3 separate regions of the Sus scrofa genome follow, and regions 2 and 3 are each linked to region 1. Evidence: chromatin contacts called from public Hi-C and HiChIP or PLAC-seq data. All regions are on one chromosome and are shown on one strand. The core of a region is the stretch at or near the end of the contact, and the rest is flanking DNA. Distances in the headings are between cores, read along the strand shown. Region 1 holds the start of METTL23 (methyltransferase-like protein 23). Region 2 holds the start of WBP2 (WW domain-binding protein 2). Region 3 holds the start of EXOC7 (exocyst complex component 7).

Region 1 (4,138 bases), core at 459-2,958:
GGGCACAAAGTATGCAGTTAGCAATTGTTAAAGTGCAAGTCTTTGTTCTCAAGAGCAAAGGGTGCCCCTAGTGGGATGGTAGGAACCTGGCGGAAGAGGTAAAAATATCAAAGGTTCCCTGGTGGTGCAGCAGGTTAAGGATCCTGCGTTGTCACTGCTGTGAGCGTTTCATCCCAGGTCTGGGAGCTTCCCCATGCTGCGGGCGGGGGCAGGGAGGAAAAAAAAAGGTAAGGAGTCCCCCGAGTTCCCGTTGCGGTGCAGCAGAAACGAATCTGACTAGGAACCATGTGAGGGTTGGATCCCTGGCCCTGCTCAGTGGGTTAAGGATCCAGCGTTTCCATGAGCTGTGGTGTAGGTCGCAGATGCGGCTTGGATCCGGTGTTGCTGTGGCATAGGCCAGCAGCTCTAGCTCTGATTAGACCCCTAACCTGAGAATCCTCCATAGCTGCGAGTGCGGCCCTAAAAAGCAAAAAAAAAAAAAAAAAAAAACAACCCTGAAGTTCTGAACCTAATCATTCAGTACACTCAACAAAAACATTAGTGCCTACAATAGGTTAGGCTGATTAAAACACAAAACTACCTGCCCTGGTGGATTTTACCCAGAACTACAATGAAGAATTTCCTCCCTGAAAAATTAGTTATGCAGATTCGGGTGTGAGAAAGGGGGGCTTCGGTTCTCAAAGGGTGTCTCCCCACCCACTTCCTAAATTTGGGAAGAAATCCAAAGGGGTATTTCAACGTGATTTAGAACTTGCCAGAAATGGGTTTCCACCCCAGCCTTCAACTCCTCTTACGCTGTTTCTCATACTTAAAACTGTTAGTGCCAATAACTACCACACAGGCTGCAACTTCAAAGTGCCTTGAAAAACTGAACCTATATAAGGTGTTAACTGCTATTGGGAGTGCGGGCAACCACGAACTGAAAGGGAGCAATGCCAAGGCGAGCAACTTTGGGTAGTGAGGGTTGGAGCTCCGTCCCCCGACCCCCGTCCCAGATAAAGCTGAATTAAGAAGCCCTTCAACAAGATCAAAGGTGTGAAGAATGCCTCTTTTCTGGCAAGAAATTATCAGTACGGAGAGGCCCCCTTCCTGGCAGGACCTCCAAGGTTCTTAGTGAAAGGTATTTAACCTGACAAACGGCTTCAGATCAAATCTCTCGGCTCCGCGATCCACCCACCCTAAGGCGGGAAGCCGCGGACTCCCTCCCTGTGCCCCTCCCTACTGAACCGCCTTTCCCTAAAGGCGCCAGAGTTAAGGACCGAACGCGCTTCCCAGCTGGTGCCTTTGCACACACCTGCGGGACGTGGACCTCCAGCACTGCCCCCTCGGCTCCCAGGCTCGGCTCCTCCGAGAACCGAAAGCGCTGAGCCCGGACCACATGCCCTCGGAAGCCACACTCTCCGGGAGTGGAGTCGGTGGCCCCCGGGTGGGCCGGGAGCAGGGGAGGGCGCAGGGCTTGCCAGGCTTCCAGGCTGCGCACGTGGGGGTCCCCCCGGCCTGCCTGAGGTTGCCGCCTTGGCGCCACCTCAGGTCGCTAGTACCCGACCGCAAAGAGGGGGGAGCACCCCTCGGACGACAAAGTAACCACGCGGCTAGAACAGACCGGCAGCCAGGAAAATGAGACACGGAACAGGTGCTTGGAGCAGCAGACCGGCCGGAAGCTGGCCAGGAGAAGGCAGAGCTGCCGGAAGTGACGCAAGCCGGAAGAGGGGAGGCGGGGCCGCAGCGAGGAGGAGCTCGGCCGGCCCGACCTTCCCAACATGGCGGAGACCCGGTGCGTGTGAGGGCGGACCGCGGAGGCGCCGAGGCCAATGGCTTATCGCGAAAGACTGGGGGGCGGGGAAGACGGCAGCCGCAGGCCCAACCCGAGGCTCGGGAGGTGGTTGGGGAGTGAATCTTCTGGAAGGCGGCTTTAAAGGCGCCGGGCCCGAGCGAAGGGCATTTTGGTACTGCCGTCGCCGGGGCCGGGGAGGGGGCGCGTTGGTGGCAGGAAGCGGGCTGCGCCGAGGTCGTCGCGGAACCAGCTGGTGACCCTCGCAGGATGAACCACAAGAGCAAGAAGCGGATCCGCGAGGCCAAGCGGAGTGCGCGGCCGGAGCTGAAGGACTCGCTGGACTGGACTCGGCATAACTACTACGAAAGCTTCCCGCTGAACCCAGCGGCCGTGGCGGTGAGCCGGTTGTGATCGCGGGCTAGGGGCGCGGTGGAGGGCACGGGCATCCCCGGGGCTGGGGTCCGCCCGCGCCGAGCACGGCACCCGGAGTTCCGAGGGGCTCGCCCGCACCCCGCGGGGGTCGGGGTCATCGGGCCCGGATTCCAGGGCGGGCCTCCTTCCTCCGCGCTGCAGCCGCGCCTGCCTGGGCAACTGGAGACCCACGCTATCGACGCCTCCACGAGGCCTGTCACTCTTTGGGCGACGGGCCCTAGGGGACGTGGCTGTCAAAGGCCATGGGTGGGAGATACGAAGCCCCCCTTTCCTTGGTGGGTGGCGCTGGGTGCGATGCGCCCCAGCGCAAGTAGGTCTTTTTTCTTCCCGAAGAGGAGCCAGAAACAAGAATCTGGCTCCTTAGGTATGTGATTGCTCGTTGGCCTTGGGGGACACCCTAACTGCTGCAGGACTTTTTTTTTTTTAACTCGATAGGTCTTTTCTGATTCCCTCAGGACAATGTGGAACGGGCAGACGCCTTACAGCTGTCGGTGGAAGAGTTCGTGGAGCGATATGAAAGACCTTATAAGCCCGTGGTTCTGCTGAATGCCCAAGAGGGCTGGTCGGCGCAGGAGAAGTGGACTTTGGAGCGCCTCAAGAGGAAATACCGGAACCAGAAGTTCAAGTGCGGTGAGGATAATGATGGCTACTCGGTGAAGATGAAGATGAAATACTACATCGAGTACATGGAGAGCACGAGAGATGACAGTCCCCTTTACATCTTTGACAGCAGCTACGGGGAGCACCCCAAAAGAAGGAAACTTCTGGAAGACTACACGGTGCCCAAGTTTTTCACCGATGACCTCTTCCAGTATGCGGGGGAGAAGCGCAGGCCCCCTTACAGGTAAACTACGGGCACGACTGGCAGTGATGTGCTTACAGTCTTGTCTACAGCAGCAGGCTGCAGCTGAGCTCACTCTGCTAACCTCTTTCCGAAAGAGTGGGTGCTTCTCCCTTGGCTGCACGTGGAACTTTCCTACTGCCGGAGCCTGATTTGGTCTGGGGTGCTGCCGGCGGGGGCATCATGATTTCTGAAAGCTCCGGGGTGCTTCAAATGGGCAACCACAGTTGAACCAGTGATCTGTGAAGTCCAGAAGGAAGCCACTTCAGGGACTTTCCTTTTTCTGTTAGGGGTCAGTCCATGCAGAGTTCCCTCAGAACTTCTGTGTACCAGAACTTGTGGTAGTCTTTGGGGGTTTTTTTGGTTTTGGTTTTGGTTTTTCAGTTTGTTTGGTTTTTGTTTTTTTGGGCCGCCCTCACAGCACATGGAGGTTCCCAGCCTAGAGGTCAAATTGGAGCTACAGCTGTGAGCCTGCACCACAGCCACAGCAATTCAGGATCTGTGACCTACACCACAGCTCATGGCAACTCGGGATCCTTAACCCACTGAGCGAGGCTGGGGATTGAACGTGGATATTAGTTGGATCCTCATGGATACTAGTCAGATTCATTTCTGCTGTGCCACAACGGGAACTCCCTTTTGGTGTCTTTGAAGTGACAGTAACGTGTTGTATAAAACAAAAAGCTTATTTTGTAGTGTATGTGTGTATAGAGTTAAATTACACTGCACTTCTTGGATGTTTCCATCCTTTAGGTGGTTTGTGATGGGGCCTCCACGCTCTGGAACCGGAATTCACATCGACCCCCTGGGAACCAGCGCCTGGAATGCCTTAGTTCAGGGTCACAAGCGCTGGTGCTTATTCCCCACCAGCACGCCCCGGGAGCTCATCAAGGTGACCCGTGAAGAAGGTGGGAACCAGCAAGATGAAGCTATTACCTGGTTTAACATCATCTACCCGCGACACAGCTTCCGACCTGGCCACCCGAATTCAAACCCCTGGAAATCTTACAAAAGCCAGGAGAGACTGTCTTTGTACCAGGTACAGACGAACTGGAAAAAAGGACATTCTTTGATTTGGGTAATTTATCTTT
Region 2 (4,138 bases), core at 755-3,254, 760 kb after region 1:
CCAGTTGGAGCTACAGCTGCTGGCCTCCGCCAGAGCCATAGCATCCTACCCCGCAGCTCACAGCAACTTCAGATCCTTAACCACTGAGCGAGGCCAGGGATCGAACCTCATGGTTCCTAGTCGGATTCATTAACCACTGCGCCATGACGGGAACTCCGTTTAGCACTCTTTCCATATCAGCACAGAGAATTTGACCTCATTCTTTCTTTTTTGGCCCTACCCAGTGGCATGGAGAAGCTCCTGGGGCAAGGATCAAACCTGCACCACAGGGGAGTGCCCATCGTGGTTCAGTGGTTAAGGACTCCGTCTAGGAACCATGAGGTTGCAGGTTCCATCCCTGGCCTCGCTCACGGGTTCAGAATCTGGCGTTGCCGTGAGCTGTGAGGTAGGCCGGCTTCACCCCTAGCCTGGAACCTCCATGTGCCATGGGTGTGGCCCTAGGAAAAAAATAAAAGACAAACTTGTGGCACAGCAGTGACAATGTCTGATCCTCAGTCTGCTGCACCACCAGGGAACTCCTGACTTCATTCTTTCCACCACTGCTAAGATTGCATGTAGAGAAATTAACCTAACCTTTCAGGGCAGATTTTATCATGTCCATGATGCACTTCTTCCTTGCACGTATTCTGCAAGGTCCAACTTGGTTTTGCACAAGACCTCCAGGGGCTGGTCCCTGTTTCATAATATTTTCTAGTTTTTCATCCTTCACCTAGGGAATCTGACTCAAAAGGAAAATTAGGCAGGTGGATCCCACCGTGGGACACTATCTGTCAGGAAATCAGCTGTCTGCTTAAAATCCAACTCTGATCACTTAAGATTAAAGATGCACCAGCACTGCCAGGTGGGACACCCCCCTCCCACATTTCCCACAAAGATTCACCTCAGAGGTGGGGGAGTTTACACAACCACAGGGGCTCCCCCCCCGCCCCCCCCGAGGGGGTAGTAGTGCTGGGTCACGATGATCAGCCCTATTTTGTAAGCTCCCCGTCTTGCATTGTGCCCAGATCCATTCAGTTACTTGAATTCTGGTTTAAATCTTCTGGCCTGGAAAATGCTGGGGAGCCCAATTGCAAAGCCTGAACATTCTAGAGGGAGCAGCGCCACGCGAGGCCAGCTGTGGTGGAGGCGGCGGTGAGGTGTGGCCGCTGGACCCAGGTTCCTCTCCCAGCGCGGTGAGTCTCACCGCCCACCTCGGAGGGTGTGGCTTTGATTTCCTGGAAGAGAAGGCAGTTTTTCCGGATTCCCTTCTGCCAGTCAGCCAGCCCATCACATCCTGGAACAAAGACTGGGTCCTGCACTCATCTATATATCTCAGCGGTTACTTAAGTGGGTTGGGCTGCGGGGGAAGGAGGGACAAAGTCATGTAGAAAGCGTTCCCTAAACGTTTGTGGGGAGTCCCATCATGCCTCAGTGGTTGACAAGCCGAACTAGTGTCCATGAAGAGGCAGGTTCGATCCCCTGCCTCGCTCAGTGGTGGGGCTCTGTTGTTGCTGTGAGCTGTGGCGTAGGCCATCAGCTACAGCTCCACTTGGACCCCTAGCCTGGGAACCTCCATATGCCGCAGGTGCGGCCCTAAAAAATAAAAATAAGAAAATAAACATTCGTGGGCTGAAAGAAGGTGCCCCAGTAAACGGTCACCGCTGCACACAGCAGCCTTCACGTCCAGGGCCTTTATGACTAACTCCTCTGTGACTCGCGCAACTGTTTATTTCAGTCCTTTGGTCGACTGGGTGGAAGAGGGTGGGAAGTGCGCAAGCTGATGAGTTATGCAATTAGTGGAGTCAATCCACGCCTAGAGTCTGTGAGACTACAAGTTCCAGCATGCGTCCGTCCACTAGCCTAGGGAGAGGTCGAGGTGGGCGAGCAGTGCTTCTGGGAATTGTAGTCTCGAACTTGTTTGTGATGCAGGCGAAACTAGCGGGGAGGGGAGCGGGAGTAAACTATTAGCACGTGATGGCCGGATCAGGTGGTAGGGCCAACCTCCGCGCAAGAGCTGTGATTGGCTGACTCTAATACGAACGACGCCACTAGGGGCGGGGCCAAAGAAGGGCGCAAGCGCACTGCGTTTCGAGTCGAGTCTCGGGACCCTTTTCCGAGAGACCATGGCGCTCAACAAGAATCACTCGGAGGGCGGCGGAGTGATCGTCAACAACACCGAGAGGTGAAAACACTGCGCAAGGACCCTGGAGAACCGCAGGGCGGTTGTGGAGGGTGTAGGCGCTGGGCGGTCGACGGTGGGAAGTAAACCCGTGAAGACGGGACCTGACGGGGGGATGGGGGGTAACGGCTGGGGGCGGGGTGGAGGAAGGTGGGTGGGTCGTGAGGGAGCCGCCGGGGGTGTAGCGATCAGCTGTGGGTGAGGGTGGGGCGGCTGGACGGGGACCGGGTACGGAGAGACACATGGGGCCTGCGGGTAGTTCTTGAGCCCTTTTCCCAGAGTAGGTGACTTTAGAAATGGGGAGAGCCTTTGGCAAAAAATAATTACCATTTCGTGGGTATTTACTATGCTACTATGAGTCAGAGATGGCGCCTCTTTTACCTGCTTAAGTACATGAGCCCTGTTCGGCAGATGCTATTACTCTACGCATTTACATGCCGAGATAGTGAGGCACGGAGAGGTTAAGTAACTTGCCTGAAATCACAGAGCTGAAAGTACCAGGAGAGGAGTCTGATTCCAGAGTCAGTAGGCTTAACTGTCAGTATGTAGCCTTCCGGTATATTCCGGAACTGCTCAGTTTCCAGATAGGAAACCGAGGCCCAGAAGTGAAATTACGTAATTAATATTTGTCATATGTCGAAAACATTTTCTGTAAAGCTCTGTCTTTGCAGACAGACAGACAGGTTACTGATTTCCTGTTGGCTTGGATCACTCCCAGAGAGAGGTCTTCCACATCAAGGTTCTTCCTATCCATCCGCAGTCAGTTTTCTCTCTCCTTGGACGGCATTGAGAATGAGACCAGCCAGCTCTGGTTGAGCTAGGCTGACCCTAAAGCGCCTCTTGAAGGAGCAGAGGAATCTGAGCCCCCAGACGAGGTTTGGTGGGACCAGAGCCTATAGCTGGCTAAGGCAGTACCCAACCCAGAGCTGTCGCCTTGGAAAGCTTGATGAGTCAGAGGAGGTTCCTAGGGAGCCCCAGACCTCAGAATACTGACTTTTCCTCCATCTCACCTGCCCAGGGTCTGCCAGGTCCGACTCTTCCTGGCAATGACCTCTTTTCTCTGAGCTCTGCTGCTCTTTTCTGGTTCCAGTCCTTTTCCCCACTCACCTCTCCCCTGTGAAGGAAGCTGTGTCATCTGGGAGGGGAACGAAGACACACGGAGCCGTATGAACTTGAACCTCATTGTCTTGAAATCAGAGAAACCGCACATTGCTCCTGGTGTGTAGCCTCTCTGTGTGTGAGCCAGTCCCAGGCCTGGACAAACCCTTTTCATGCTCCTTGGGAACCTATCCCGGGACTGTTTCTTTCCCTCTCAGTGACACTTTTCTGGGACAATGTATTTATCCCGCTGGGCCTCCTCCCTGGCATAGGACTCAGTGCTGCTAAATAATGGTGTGCCTTGTTTTAGAGGATGCTTCATTTCCCAGAAAAAAGAAAAAGGAATTGTGGAAACAGTAATTGAACTATACATGCAGCATTTAAAATTTGATGTGTAGGAGTTCCTGTCGTGCTCAGTGGTTAACGAATCCGACTAGGAACCATGAGGTTGTGGGCTCAATTCCTGGCCTTGCTTAGTGGGTTGGGGATCCTGCGTTGCTGTGGCTCTGGCGTAGGCCAGTGGCTACAGCTCCGATTAGACCCCTAGCCTGGGAACCTCCATATGCCGTGGGAGCTGCCCTAGAAAGGCAAAAAGACAAAAAAATAAATAAATAAATAAATAAAATTTGATGTGTAAAAGGGTAAACCATACTCTTCAAGTCATGAACCCCTTTGAGAGTGGCAAAAATTACAGAGTCCCCCCCAAAAATGCAGGTACACCGTCATCTCCAGGGCTTATGGACTGACAGCCCTGCAGACCCAGCTTATGAACCCCAGGGTTTTTTGGGTTTTTTTTGTCTTTTCAGGGCCGCATCTTTGGCGTATGGAGGTTCCCAGGCTAGGGGTCAAATCGGAGCTATAGCTGCCGGCCTACGCCAGAGC
Region 3 (4,138 bases), core at 487-2,986, 520 kb after region 1:
ATCTTAGTTTATTTTCAAATGTTGAACCAGCCTTACACACTTGAAATAAATCCCATGTAGTCATGATGTATACTTTATTTTTATACATGTTGGATTCTATTTGCTAACATTTTGAGTATTTTTGCATTTGTATTCATGAGAGATATTGGATTATAGTTTTTCTTTCTTATAATGGAACTAGGAAGTTACCAAACTAAAGAACAGTGTGTGAGGAGTTCCCATCGTGGCTCAGTGGAAACGGATCCGACTAGCATCCATGAAGACGCAAATTCAATCCCTGGCCTCGATCAGTGGGTTAAGGATCTGGCATTGCCGTGAGCTGTGGTGTAGTCGCAGATGAGGCTGGGATCCTGCGTTGCTGTGGCTGTGATGTAGGCCAGCAGCTGTAGCTCTGATTGGACCCCTAGCCTGGGAACCTCCATATGCTACAGGTGCAGGGGCCGCCCCCCCAAAAAAAAACAGGCTGTGAAGGGAGCAAGCTCTTGCTTCCTCCCTATCCCCCACCCCCCAGAAAGAGCATCCCTGAGAGTTGGGCAGTTGGGGCCTCTAGGCGACCCTCACATTTGTGCTCTGAACAAGTTTGGGAATGAAAGCCAAGCAACCGAGGCTGCAGCTGAAACACCGCTTTCTCCTTTGGCTGAAGCAGCTTGTGCTGAGTATAGTTAGGGAATCACAGCTTTTACCAAATCAGTGTCCACTGCCAACAGCATGTGCCTGACATTGGGCTGGGAATCACCGAAACTGGTCTTTTCATTCTTTTATTTATTTATTTAATTTTTCTTCTTTTGGTCTTTTTAGGGCCGCACCCACAGTATATGGAGGTTCCCAGGCTCGGGGTCGGGGACAGAGTGCTCACCCATGGCCCCAACAGCATCTGAAACCATAATCCTGACTTGTGAGCCACCCAGCCCGGCCAGGGTGTCTGCTTTGGAGAGGGCTGTGTGGTTTTACTGGCGGGGTTGGTGAGGACCAGGCTGTGGGTAGAGAACTATAAGTCTGCAAACAGTGCAAGGCGAAGCCTGAGAGATCTGAGACCTGTCTAAGGGCTTGGGGCCCAGGGTGGTGGTGTCCTTAGGGAGAGACTGAGGCATGCATGCATTCAGACACACGGGGAGCATTTCTCACGGGCCTTGGAGGAAATCAGAAAGCCTTGGTTCCTGCGGCTGCCGGAATGTCTCAACTCCTTGGCGGGGTCTCCTCTAAATACAGCTTGGGGGCGTGGCCGGGGGTGGGGTTGGGAGAGGGTAGGGGACTGGTTCAAGGTTACTGCAGGTACGTATGCTCTGGATCCACTGCAAAACCTAGTTACTTGCACACTGGGCCTGTTCCGTGAGCTTTTAGGGCCAAAGAGGGACACTACACAGGTCCTTGGTTCATTAAATGGGCACAATTGGGTATCTAGTGTGTGACAAGCTCTGTGCTGCGTTTTGTGGGAAAGGCGACATTGGTGCCTGGATTCAGACTTCGATCTGGAGAAAGGAGTTCGTCATTGATTTTGTGAAAGGCGTAAACCTTCCCCCGAAGACGGCCAAGTGAGCTGTTACTGTTCTGCCAGCGACAGGACAAAACACCACCCAAGAACCTTCTCTGATGAGAACAGCAATCCCTTCACCTAGGAGAATCCAGGCCACACCTCCCTGCCACACTCAAGATGGCCACTCCAGACCGCTGTACTGAGTTCTACGCAGGCGCACTTCCACCTGCCACTCCCAATATGGCACCACTAGCGCGCCCCGGGGCGGGGCCACGGGCGGAAGTAGGTGTGACAGGAACGGGAGCCGAGAGGGTCAGCTGGGACGAGGTACTGGGCAGTGGGAGTCGCAGAGTCGAAGCCATGATCCCCCCGCAGGAGGCGTCCGCCCGGCGGCGGGAGATCGAGGACAAGCTGAAGCAGGTGGGGCTGGCACTGGGAGGCGGGGGAGGGGAAGGGGCCGAGATCCGGGCCAGGCATCCACTCAGGGAGGCGTCAGGAGTGGGAAGGGGACACTCCCTGCCAGGAGACTGAGTAGGGGGCGAGACCACGGGAGCGGTGAGCTCCTTTAGCCTCCGGCTTCTGGTGATGTCCTCCTTTGCGCTCCCCCCAGGAGGAGGAGACGCTGTCCTTCATCCGAGACAGTCTGGAGAAGAGCGACCAGCTCACCAAGAACATGGTGAGTAACCCCTCCTCAGCTGGGGGGGCTTCCAGGCGCTGGAGGAGACCCTGCGACCCGGTCGTGCCTGGACCTAAGGGCTGGGGTTCTGGTCTGGGTAGTGACAGCCGTGACGCGTGGGTTTCTCCCGCAGCAGTGTGGCACGTCTCTTACCCCTTGTCAGCCCCTTGGCCTCAGATGCTGCAGTCCCCGCTGGCCTGGACTTTCTGATCTCTGCCTAAGTTCTCCATGCTTCCTTCTCTCCTCTGCAAACACTTAGTGAGACTGACCTAAGTGGGTTGGATGCTGGCCATGTGTCACCCTCAATTCAAGTGAGGGTAGGATGGCCAGGTTACCACTTCTTTTTTTTTTTTTTTGTCTTTTGTCTTTTTGTTTTTGTTGTTGTTGTTGTTATTGTTGCTATTTCTTGGGCCGCTCCCGCGGCATATGGAGGTTCCCAGGCTAGGGGTCCAATCGCAGCTGTAGCCACCGGCCTACGCCAGAGCCACAGCAACGCGGGATCCGAGCCGCGTCTGCAACCTACACCACAGCTCACGGCAACGCCGGATCGTTAACCCACTGAGCAAGGGCAGGGACCGAACCCGCAACCTCCTGGTTCTTAGTCGGATTCGTTAACCACTGCGCCACGACGGGAACTCCATTTTTTTTTTTTTTTAACGCAGTGAATTTTATTACGTTTATAGTTGTACAACGATCATCACAACCAAATTTTATAGCATTTCCATCCCAAACCCCCAGCCCATCCCTCCACCCCCAACCTGTCTCCTTTGGCAACCGTAAGTTTTTCCAAGTCTGCGAGTCAGCATCTGTTCTGCAAAGAAGTTCATTGTGTGCTTTTTTTAGATTCCACACATAAGTGAGAGCATTTGATGTGGGTGTCTCACTGTCTGACTCACTTCACGTAGCATGATCATTTCTAGGTCCATCCATGTTGTTGCAAATGCCGTTCTTTCTTTCCTTTTAACGGCTGAGTAATATTCCATGGTGTATATGTACCACATCTTCGTTATCCACTCCTCTGTCCATGGACATTTAGGTTGTTTCCATGTCTTGGTTATTGTGTATAGTGCTGCAGTGCACATTGGAGTACAAGTATCTTTTCGAGTCATGGTTTTCTCTGGATAGATGCCCAGGAGTGGCAGGTTACCCCTTCTGAGATTACTGACTCACCTTTCACTCCAGAGGGCTTGAGGGGTAAAATGAGCTCTGAAGTCAGATCTGGGATCTAGTCCTTGCCCCTCCACTTGTCCGCGTATAGCTTGCTGACAGGTAACTCTGATCCTCAGTTAACTTGTCAGCTGAAACAGAGATGATGCCAGCCTCCCATAGCTCTGAAGGTCACAGAAGCTAGTGCAAAGGGACGTGTCAATAAGTATGAGTTTCTTCCTTATTCCTAGAGGAGACTGGAAAAACATAGGCTGTTTAGTAACACAGTCAGCAACTGCTAGTTCTTTCTTTTTTTCTTTTTGTCTTTTCTAGGGCCGCTCCTGTGGCACATGGAGGTTCCCAGGCTAGGGGTCGAATCGGAGCTGCAGCTGCTGGCCTACCCACAGCCACAGCCACAGCCACACCAGATCCCAGCCTCATCTGCGACCTACACCGCAGCTCATGGCAACGCCGGATCCTTAACCCACTGAGCAAGGCAGGGACCGAACCCGCAACCTCATGGTTCCTAGTCAGATTCGTTAACCACTGCGCCATCACGGGAACTCCTGCTAGTTCTTATTTAATGAGATTCACCCTTAGAAAGGGTTAGGAAGGTACCAGCAATGCATTTGAGGCTACTCTGTATGAAACTACTTCCTGTTCAGTCTAGAACGCTCCAGAGAGAATAGAAATTGAGCTTTGGCTTCGGAGGGTGGACGAGAAGCATTCTGAAGTGATTATCTGCGGAGGAATTAATTTCATGCCTGGCTTGCCTTCACATTAATTGATGTGGGCTACCTCCTGTGTGCCGGGCACGCGGTAGCTGCTGGGGATTCAGTGGG

What was found. Hi-C and Micro-C count contacts between places; a contact is called where the count stands out from the background. HiChIP or PLAC-seq counts read pairs in DNA pulled down with a chosen protein or histone mark.
Region 2: an H3K27ac HiChIP or PLAC-seq map of alveolar macrophages shows a contact between it and region 1. The contact joins the promoter of WBP2 here to the promoter of METTL23 in region 1. A contact is called at or near these places in 1 of 5 promoter capture datasets (fetal liver) and 1 of 2 datasets of contacts at active chromatin or transcription factors (alveolar macrophages).
Region 3: a Hi-C map of liver shows a contact between it and region 1, with 7 times the contacts expected there. The contact joins the promoter of EXOC7 here to the promoter of METTL23 in region 1. A contact is called at or near these places in 1 of 47 Hi-C or Micro-C datasets (liver) and 1 of 2 datasets of contacts at active chromatin or transcription factors (alveolar macrophages).

Annotation. Positions count from the first base shown.
Region 1 is chr12:4,807,240-4,811,377 of Sscrofa11.1, forward strand. It overlaps METTL23 (methyltransferase-like protein 23), which reads right to left and starts at 1,709. Exons shown (of 5, transcript XM_003482946.4): 1 at 1,604-1,709. It overlaps JMJD6 (bifunctional arginine demethylase and lysyl-hydroxylase JMJD6), which reads left to right and starts at 1,775. Exons shown (of 8, transcript XM_021066561.1): 1 at 1,775-2,170; 2 at 2,662-3,050; 3 at 3,801-4,003; 4 at 4,006-4,086. The coding sequence starts at 2,042.
Region 2 is chr12:5,563,108-5,567,245 of Sscrofa11.1, forward strand. WBP2 (WW domain-binding protein 2) reads left to right here and starts at 2,005. Exons shown (of 9, transcript XM_003131191.5): 1 at 2,005-2,161. The coding sequence starts at 2,103.
Region 3 is chr12:5,329,759-5,333,896 of Sscrofa11.1, forward strand. It overlaps EXOC7 (exocyst complex component 7), which reads left to right and starts at 1,737. Exons shown (of 20, transcript XM_003357964.4): 1 at 1,737-1,894; 2 at 2,085-2,150. The coding sequence starts at 1,835.